Linked DNA regions of Sus scrofa: regions 1 and 3 are each linked to region 2. A link is a contact called in public Hi-C and HiChIP or PLAC-seq data. All regions are on one chromosome and are shown on one strand. Each heading gives the region's core, a stretch centred on a gene start, on an enhancer-like site or on the middle of the called end of the contact. The rest is flanking DNA. Distances are from core to core; before and after follow the strand shown. Region 1 overlaps PRKAG2 (5'-AMP-activated protein kinase subunit gamma-2). Region 2 overlaps PRKAG2 (5'-AMP-activated protein kinase subunit gamma-2). Region 3 has its middle 13 kb from the start of CRYGN.

What was found. A called contact is a pair of places that touch in the nucleus more often than the background predicts. HiChIP or PLAC-seq counts read pairs in DNA pulled down with a chosen protein or histone mark.
Region 1: an H3K27ac HiChIP or PLAC-seq map of skeletal muscle shows a contact between it and region 2, with 5 times the contacts expected there. The contact joins two enhancer-like sites. A contact is called at or near these places in 1 of 5 promoter capture datasets (liver), 15 of 47 Hi-C or Micro-C datasets (alveolar macrophages, brain, embryonic fibroblasts and 8 more) and 1 of 2 datasets of contacts at active chromatin or transcription factors (skeletal muscle).
Region 3: a Hi-C map of skeletal muscle shows a contact between it and region 2, with 4 times the contacts expected there. The contact joins two enhancer-like sites. A contact is called at or near these places in 5 of 47 Hi-C or Micro-C datasets (embryonic fibroblasts, heart right ventricle, retroperitoneal adipose tissue and 2 more) and 1 of 2 datasets of contacts at active chromatin or transcription factors (skeletal muscle).

The regions. Positions count from the first base shown.
Region 1 is chr18:5,716,020-5,719,031 of Sscrofa11.1, forward strand. The region is part of intron 6 of PRKAG2 (5'-AMP-activated protein kinase subunit gamma-2); the gene reads left to right. Among named protein-coding and RNA genes, the nearest start is that of RHEB, 62 kb to the right of the region's middle. Within about 2 kb of position 1,457, at least 22 of the 83 cell types and tissues checked have an H3K27ac peak or open chromatin away from gene starts, as enhancers often do. A contact at or near this core is called in fetal skeletal muscle and skeletal muscle, where this site is marked.
Region 2 is chr18:5,585,111-5,588,425 of Sscrofa11.1, forward strand. The region is part of intron 3 of PRKAG2 (5'-AMP-activated protein kinase subunit gamma-2); the gene reads left to right. Among named protein-coding and RNA genes, the nearest start is that of PRKAG2, 110 kb to the left of the region's middle. Within about 2 kb of position 1,756, at least 11 of the 83 cell types and tissues checked have an H3K27ac peak or open chromatin away from gene starts, as enhancers often do. A contact at or near this core is called in fetal skeletal muscle and skeletal muscle, where this site is marked.
Region 3 is chr18:5,825,891-5,828,848 of Sscrofa11.1, forward strand. No RefSeq gene overlaps it. Among named protein-coding and RNA genes, the nearest start is that of CRYGN, 13 kb to the right of the region's middle. Within about 2 kb of position 1,646, at least 35 of the 83 cell types and tissues checked have an H3K27ac peak or open chromatin away from gene starts, as enhancers often do. A contact at or near this core is called in skeletal muscle, where this site is marked.

The sequences.
Region 1 (3,012 bases), core at 207-2,706, 130 kb after region 2:
CCTGGCCTTGCTCAGTGGGTTAAGGATCTGGCGTTGCCTTGAGCTGTGATGTAGGGTGCAGACGCAGCTCAGATCCCGCGTTGCTGTGGCTCTGGCGAAGGCTGGCAGCTACAGTTCCAGTTCCACCCTTAGCCTGGCAACCCCCGTATGCTGTGGGTGCGGCCCTAAAAAGACAAAAAAAAAAAAAAAAATTAAAAATCATTTCTGTGTGAAAATTTGCTTTCTATCTTATGTAATTATCACATTTGGTTTCAAAATCCTATTAAAACAAAAAGTTTTAAATTGGGAACAGTTGGAGCACATTGGTACTCAAGCCCCGAGAGTTTTTCCCTGAGAACTAGAACTAGATTGTGCCAGCCCCTTTTCTGTCCTGGTCGCTGGTTAATTGGTAACACCCTGTGCCCTCTCTAACTGTGAAGCATTTGTTGTGCTTTATTGGAGTGGAGGTGACTTATAGTGCCGTGTGCGTTTCAGGAGTACACAGTCCATCAGTCGTACCCAGAATCCATGCCTGCTTTTTCCCGCGGCGGTTGTCGCCGACGATTGAGCCGGCTCTCCTGTGCTCTGGAGGGTGTCGTTGATCAGCGCTTTTACGCGGTGGAGCGTATGTGTTCTTCCCGCCTCCCAGCTCGCCCGCCCCTGGCCCCTCGCCCCTCGCCGGTCCCCCTGTGGTAGCCGTGGGCTTGGCCTTGAAACCAAGACCAAGTGGAGCATTTTCCAGGTGGAGTCCTAGACGGCCCCGCAGGCAGCTCCACGCCCCGGGGTGCTGAGGAAGCCTGGTCAGAAGGCCCTGCGATGGCGGCGGCGAGGCGGTGGCCGAGCCCGGGGCCGTGCAGGTGCCGCCGGCACTTGTGGGGCCCCTGCAGGTGGTGCTTGGGGGCTCTGGAGGGTGGACGTGTCGGCAATCCGTGTGGGTGAAGTTAAAATGGTAAATCCTCCTCTGTGCTTCTGGCCCGGGCTGTCTCAAGCGGAAAAGTGAAGCCTTTATTCTTTCTGGCTCCTGGTGCCCAGCATCGGCACCGTGAGTCCAGGTGTCCCTGCAGTCCCTGTGCGGAAACATTATCTGTGAGTCCCATTTCGTGACTAAGACGGTCCGGGCTTGGAGAGGGTTGAGGGCCTGAGCCCACGAAGGGCGGCTGTCTGTCTGCTTGGTCTCACAGCTTCGCCCCTTCACTCCAAGGATGTTCCTTAGCGTCTGGTTGTCTCAGCTCCTCGTGCAGAAGTGACAGCCCCTTTCGCCAGGAATCCTTCCTGTTCCCTTTGCAGCTGCACTGGGGCTGCCCTGGGTTTTGCCCTCACTCTCCGCCTTGCCATCCACCCACTGGCATCAGCGGTTATGTTCTCCAAAGGAGCCCAAGTCCGCACACGATACAGTCCCACCCGATGTCACTGGCCCGTCCGTCTGCCTCGTGTCGGCCTCGGGGCTGTGCAGTCGCCTCCTTGTGTTTTGTTTACAGCGACCCTGAGGCTCGCTTAGTAACCTGGAGCGTTTAGGGGCTGTTTACGAGCCTCTAGGTAGCAGATGAGTCAGCGGAGTTACTGTGGGGAAGCAGGATTTTCCCTGTCTCTGAAAGAAGAGCCATTCTGTTGAGTGTTGAGGTCAGACCCCTGCTTCTGTTGGTGTCGCCATCTGTCCGGTTGTTACTCCTTTGAAAGTTAGTCTTTTTTTTTTCCTCTGGCTAATTTCCTCTTTGCCTTTGATTTTCAGCGTCTTATCTGTGACGTGCTGGGTGTGGTTTTCTTTGGAGTTTTCCTGCCTGGGGTTTCTTTCTGTTGATAGAGTCCAATTTTCTTTTTTTTTTTTTTTTCCCACTGTACAGCAAGGGGGTCAGGTTATCCTTACATGTATACATTACAATTACAGTTTTTCCCCCACCCTTTCTTCTGTTGCAACATGAGTATCTAGACATAGTTCTCTAGAGTCCAATTTTCTATTGAAATTTGCCTCTTTGAGGATGACTTGGAAAGTGCTTTTGGAAAAGTTCCAGAATGACCTTGGAGCTCAGTTCATCTCTTTCTTTTCTCTCAAGAATTGTGGCTTCTTGAATCCTGCCTGTGGGGTGCCCCCCAGTGCTCTCGAATCGTGATTGTGGGTCTTGTCCAACTTGTGTAGTTGTTTTCAGCTGTCTCATCATGGCCAAACTAGAACTTTGTGGAGCAGCTTTTCAACAGCTGTGGTCACTTCGGGGAACGTGAATGATCCTGATGAATGATTTCAATACTGGTTTTCTCTGCTCAATCTGTTATTTTGGAGAAAACAATAAGCAATTTGTGGTTTTTTTAAAATGCTCCCACTCCCTGCCTACTCCAGCCAGTGCAGAAAAACAAGCTAAGCAGATATTTACTGTGTTTCAAAGTCTGTTTATCTGTGACTTTCCCCTGGATTCTTTTATAATAGAGCCAAGGATTCCCAAAGCATCACCCAGGTAGAAAGAGCAGACCATTCACAAGCTGTTTAGTTACACAAACAGCATGAATATTTTTGTGATTCCTGATAGAAACTGCGGTTCAAAAACCATGTTCCCACTGTGTGGATGCTGGTTTCTCTCCCCTGTCGCTGGGTTGGCCCTCCTCTCCTGCTTTTCCCAGCTCTCTGCCAGTTGGTTCAGCGGATGGACAGAATCCCTGCTGTACTCAGGACAGCGCTGGACTAGGCTAAGTGTAGAAAATGATTAATGAGAGCCCCTATATCCAGCAGCCGTCCTTCTGTTCCCGTGTGGGTGGACCAGGTGCCTACATAAGTCATTCTAAATAAAGGCAAAATGTGTCACAACTCAGGCAGAAACAGGTGCTGAGTTATTAATCCTACTCTGATTGGAAGCACTAGGTTCCTGTAATTCTCTCATTCCTTTTCACTAGTAAGTTAACAAGGGGCTTTGGAATATAATGGGTAGGAAAAGAACCTTTTTCTTTCTTAGTTAAAAAGATAATTATGCCACAGCATACACAAATTTTTTAAAGAAATGCACTTTCACTGCCCTATCTCCTTAATATAGAAATTCAATTGGGGGG
Region 2 (3,315 bases), core at 506-3,005:
TGCTGAACATAATTTTGCTCTTTGTAGACAACCCGGGGTCCTTATGATGGGCCTGTGATGAGCAGGACGTATCCAGCCATTGCTGGATGGGAAGGCTGGAGACTCAGGGACTTACGGACCTTGGACCACCTGCTCCTGCTTTTTCCTGCTTTGTGTCTCCGATACCAGCCCTGTGGTCTGAAGCAGGGTTTGGCCTTGAACAGTCCACACTTGCTGCTAAGGAGCCAGGGTTCTTTGTGCGTGTGGTTGAAAAAAGCAAATGATTAGGAGGAAAGTCCCGTGACTCCTCCTTCGAGAGATTCAGTGCTTGGGCTTTGAGGGTTTTGGCTGAGGAGCAGGGTTCTGACTTAGCTGAGATCTGGAGCAGGAACTGCAGACACGTGGTGCTGCTCCTGGTTCACGTCCAAGGGCCCCCGTGCCCTCGCGATGTAGAGCCGGGCAGCCGGGGGAGCCTGGGCCAGCGGCCGGCAAGGGGAGGCAGCTTCAAAACTGGGCTGTCCATGCGATGCCCTTTGAGGCCCTTGGAGTCTGAGCCAGGTGGGGATGGGGGGCTCGTTCTGGGCTGTTTTGAGCGGGTATAAAACACTCCGCAGCTGATCGGGTATTTTTGCTGTTTTATTTCATGCAATTTCCTAAAAACACCAGTGAAATGGGCTCAGGCTGTATCCTGACCTCTTTTATGGGAGAAATGTGGAAAAACAAAAGAAATGGCTGGACGTCTCATGCTGATGCATGAACCTGCCTTGTTTCAAGGGGCTACACCTGACTCAAGTCCTTCAAACCTTTCTGGGTATCACCTTGTATGAGAAGCAGCAGCTCAAACGCAAATTCCACCTCAGGCCTCCTATGCTCCAGCAGTGGTTTCCTAATGAAAACGTGCCAAAGGCAGTTGAGGTTCTCCCGGGAGCCCCAGATTCCAGAAGATGGAGATGGAGCCTGGTTGCCCAGGAGACGGGGGGCCCAGGTGGTCTTCGCGGTGGCTTTCTGCCCAGCCTGCGAGCTCACGGACTCTGCATCCTTGCCAAGGCTTTTGCACTCAAGACATAACTTAGAGGGAGAAGCAAACACAAAAGCCAGGCGCTTGGCTTCTAGACCCTTTGGCATCTAGCATTTGAAAGCCATTGCTCTGGGGCCCTGGGGTCCCACGTTCACATGGGGCCATCCTGAAAGCTGGAGTCAGGAGCAAGTTTTGTCGGTGCCTTCAGAACTCTTGGCCTGGGTAGAGACCCAGGGATAGTGGGGCCCCTGAGAAGGGATCAAATAAGCCTCCCCCAAGTGTTTCCATGGTTTCCAAGATGCCCCTGTGAGATTTTAAGGATGGCGGGGCATTTCGTACTTTTTGGGAGCCGCACTTTGGCACGCTAAAAATAATGATTGCCATGGGGTTTTACCTTTTCTGTATTTTTAAAATTCAGATGCCCCTGTGGGTTTCGATGTCACTGGTATGAGTGGAACTCTTCAAGCTGAGGTGGTTTGCCCAAAAAGTCACCCTCTTGTCACTCCAAGCGTCTCTGCCCCGAGGCCCCGGTGGAGGCGGGAGGCAGGAGTGAGGGTGACTGTGCGGGGCTGACGCGGCGCAGCGGGCGCGGGGGCCCGAGTCAGGGCAGGGAGTGTCACCCTCAGAGCCGCAGCCTCATCAACAGGCCTGGGGAGGAGGAGAGGAAGGCAGCAGGAGGTGACACAGGATCTCCCTCAGAGTCAAGTGCCGAGGTGACCTTTAGAACTTTCCATGAAATCTGACACAGTGTTTTGCAACCAGCAGGAGAGCACCAGCAAATCTGTGCGGGCGGGTGTGCGGCTCCCCCTGCGCCGAGAGGGCCCCCCAGCCCCCCGCCGCCTCTTACATAATGGGGTTTTGTTCGGCTCGCCGCCTTTCAGGGGGGCTCCGGGCTTTTCAGGTCCTAGCACGTGGCCTGCGAAGGTTACCCAGGGCGTTTTCGGTTGACGCGTCTTCATTTACTTTTCCAATATCCCAGCCAAGAAGAGGCAGCCTTGGGGCCCTAAGTGCCACCGGACGGGGGCCGGATGGACCCGCCGCGGAAGCCCAGCCCTGCCACTGGCTGCAGGAGGACCCGGGGCAAATCATTCTGCTTCTCTGCACCTCTGTTTCTTTTATTTCGTAAACTGAATAGCCAGGGCTGCCCCACCACCCCCACCTTAGCGCAGGGTTGAGAAAGGCTGGGGAAAGTGCTTTGGGACGGGCTCATAAACGCGAGGCCCTGGTCCATGGGGTGTGCCCTCCTGCCAGCCGGCCTGGCTCGGCTGCCGCTTCTGTCAGCCCAGAGCTCCCGCCTCAGCCCGGCAGCTCTGAGGCCCGGGCGCCACTGAGGCTGTGTCCAGACACGGGGCTGGCACGTGGGGAAGGTCTACCCCGGGGCCCCAGCTGCTTCTGTGTCATCCCGGCCTCCCGTAACCGTTTCAGTGGGAGTCTTTGCAGCTGCACATAACCCAGCTCTCAAAGAGGCTTCGGTGACAAGGGAGATTTAGGCCCCTAAAACTTTTTCATTACTGCCGTTATTAATATTTTATGAAACTGGTTGGGAGTTCCCATCGTGGTTCAGTGGAGGCGAGTCCGACTGGGATCTGTGAGGTCGTGGGTTCAATCCCTGGCCTCACTCAGTGGGTTGAGGCTCCGGCGTTGCCGTGAGCTGTGATGTTGGTTGCAGTCTCGGCTCAGATCCCGCATGGCTGTGGCTGTGGCAGAGGCCGGCGGCTACAGCTCCGATTCGACCCCTAGCCTGGGAACCTCCATATGCTGCAGGCGCTGCCTTAAAGAAAGACAAAAAGACACACAAAAAATATTACAGGAAACTGGAAATCCAGGGGTGGGGGTGGACTTCCAGGAGGGCGCCCCTCACTCGGAGGCTTCCACGGACCACCCTGCCTGGGTTTCTGGTGGGACAGTGGGCCTGTCCCTGCGGCCACTGGGCCCTCCGCAGTCAGGGCCTTCTACTGCACGTGCTGGGGACTGGGCAGGTGGGGTGACCAGCGGAGGCTGGGTGTCTGCAAGACAGGTGACGGGTCCTGCGGGACTCCACCGGGAAGCCCAGGGTAGAACCAGGTTAATGGGATAAGACTCCTCCTGGCTCAGCCCCTCTCCCTGTGCTGTGGGAACAGGCATCCCAGGTCAGCTCCAGCCATTGGACTGGTTGACCCGCGTCTGGGGTCGCCAGGGTCTCCGTGAGAACTGTAGGAGCTGGTGGAGAAAGGCACAGCCACGTGGAAGGAGCAGCGTGCACCACTCCTGCATCTGCAGCGGTGGGGCACAGTGAGCCACCCCCTTCCTGCTCACCTGTCTGCCACCCCCCTTAGTGT
Region 3 (2,958 bases), core at 396-2,895, 240 kb after region 2:
TTTTGAACTTGCAACCTCATGATTCGTAGTCAGATTCCTTTCTGCTGCGCCACAGCGGGAACTCCCAACCACTGGTTGTTTTTGACGAACGCCGCCAGGGAAAGGCAGGGCAAACAAAGATAAGCCTTGTGGGTGGGGTTTTCCAGGGAACTGCCAGGCTCTGCAGGTTATGACACTTCTGAGCCCCGGCTGGAGACAGCGGTGACCCTCCAGGGCCTGTGCAGTAGCTGTTGAATGGATGCTAATCGGAGCCCTTCCGAGGGGTGGCCTCTAGGCAGCTTCCTTGGAATCGGACCTGTGTCCGCTGCCACGGGGCTAAAACCACTCACCAGCCACACGCTGCCCTGGGATGGCCTTTGTCGAACCTTGGGTCCCCCCTCATCGGCTCATAACAAGGAAGGCGCAGTACCACCTGGTGGCCGTTAGCATCGTCAGCCTCGGCCTCCAGACTCCTGGTTAACAGGAAGTCCAAGGACCCAGAAGATGCCACTGCCTTTTAGATCTTCGTCTAAATGGAAACAAGGTTTAACAAGCCCTGGAGAAGTCTGGACTCCTGAGAAATAGCTCCGGCTCCCGGGGGAGAGGCACGCAGGCAGGAGGCCTCCGGGCGCCCTCATTACCCCAGGTCACCGAGACTGTTGTGCAGATAACAGAGGCCGCCACCACGGCTGTGCCAGCAGAAAACCAGGATGCCCTCAGGGGCAGTCTCAGAAGATGCCCCGCCGTTTGCTCCTTCGCCTCCCCAACGGGGGAAAGTTTTACCTGAAGCAAAAAAAAGCTCTTTACGTTGAGTAGAATGTCTGTGTTACCATCCTTGCCTTTCCGTACCGTTGACAGCTTCCTAGGATGGCCAGGGAAGCCTGCTCTGAAGTCAGGGCTGCGGAGATGTGGAGGGGCCAAGAGCATCCGTTTTCAGAGGAGGCACCTGTTTCCAGAGGGAGCCCCAAGCACCTAGTTCACCATTGTTTGCAGGACACCACGTGTGAACACAGCCGTGAGTCTGACCCCCAGTACCCACGGGGAAGCCCAGGTGGAACAGCAGACTAAGACTCGGAACCTAGCAGTTGTGATCCCAAGGCCGCAGCTAATGTGTGTCCTCGGGCCCCTCCCTTAGAGCCTCTGGTCTTGATTCCTTTATCTAGAAAACTCCCTTGGCCAGGGATCGTCGTAATGGCCCCTAGTGTGAAAACCCTAGCCGGTTCCAAAGCCGTGTACACATCACAGGGCAGACAGCTTGTCCCCTTGGACTGAGCAGGGACCTCGGTCCTTCCTCGGGGACACCTCACACTCGAAGTCCCCTCTAGCACCCATGTCCCATGACAGCCTAGAAAATGGCCTTGGCTTATCCCTTCTTTCTGTTTCTTATCCTCGCCCACAGCATACACAAGGTCTCAGGCTAGGGGTTGAACCCACCCAACAAACTCGCACTGCAGCAGGGATGGCACCAGATCCTTATCGCACTGAGCCACCAGGGGACTCCTGGCCTGTCCTTTTAAGGTACACATTTTCTCAAAGAGCAGAGGCTTCTGGAAGTACTATGACCTTGGCCATCAAGCCCTTTCACCCAGTTCTTGCTGCTGCTCAAGAAAGGCCCGGGCAGAGCTTTGCTTTATTACTTCCAAAAACCAAACAGCCCTGCTCCCACAGGGAGAGCCGCCTTCTGCGTGAGCTGCTGGCTCCTGGTGTTCTCTTGTAATCCCTCCCCTGCTCCCATCTTTATCAGATCAGCAAAGAATCCAAGTCCAGCCACACGGTAATCTCTGGCTTTGGTGTGTGGTATGGCCATGAGGTTGACATGTCCTGAACTTTACCCTAAAAGGCTTAAGCAGAGGGCCAGCCTGGTGTTGACAGCTGGTGCAGCTGGAAAGGTTACATTCCTCGGCTCTGACGTGTGGATTTTTATTATCCCACAGCAGACATCATTCAGAGGCACCACTTTTTCTGTGCCTGTAACTGGAGCATCGAGTGAAGTTGTAAAATGGTGGGAGCAGCTCCAAGTTGGCCACCGACTCCCCCGCGATGCCTGCAGGGGTGGCTCATCTGCCGGCCGCTGGTTCTCAAAACTCTGACAAGCTCCAGAGCCTGGGGGGCTGGGGAGAACAGCCGGGGTGGGGGTGGGGTGGGGTGCTCGCCCCCAGAGTTTCTGATTCTGCAAAGACGTCTCGATTTCTGGCAAGTTCCAGGGCGGCTGCGGCTGGTGGTAGTTCAGGAACCACATTTTCGCAACCACTGACTTAAGTGATGGTACCTGAGTATCATGAGTGGGAGCTACGTCACTACAGGACTCAGCGGGGGTAGGGTGACCAACTGCCCCGGTTTGCCTGGGACGTGGGGGCCTCTTACAGGGTGAAAGCTGTCCTCCAAAAAGTGCGTTGTCGTCCTGATCCCCAGCCCCTGCGAAGGTGGCTCTATTTGGAAATAGGGTCTTTGCAGGTGGAATTATGGAGGTCAGGCTGGAGTGACCAGTGACCTTAGAAAAAGAGGGAATTTGGACTCAGATGTGCATAAGGAAGGAGCCCTGTGAAGACAGGCAGAGACGTGTGATGCAGCTCCGTGCCATGGGACGCCAAGGATTGCCAGCCACCACCAGCAGCTGGAGAACATGGAACAGATTCCCCTCTGAGCCTCCAGGGAGGGACCAAGCCTGCCAACCCCTGGATTTGGGACTTCCGGCCTCTGCAACAATGAGATCACTTTTCTGTTGTTTTAAGCCGCCCCATTTGTGATACTTGTTAATGGCCTCCCTCAGGGGTCCTGCAAGGTCGGACTTTCCGCTCTGAAAACTAAGACGGTTCCTGGCAAAACAGAACAAGTTGGTCATCGGAAGCATACAGAACCTAAACGGAGAGTTCCCTGGTAGCTCCATGGGTTAAGGATCCAGCGGTGTCACTGCTATGGAGCAGGTTCAATCCCCGGCCTAGGAACTTCCTCATGCTTCGGGCTCAGCCAACATCAAAT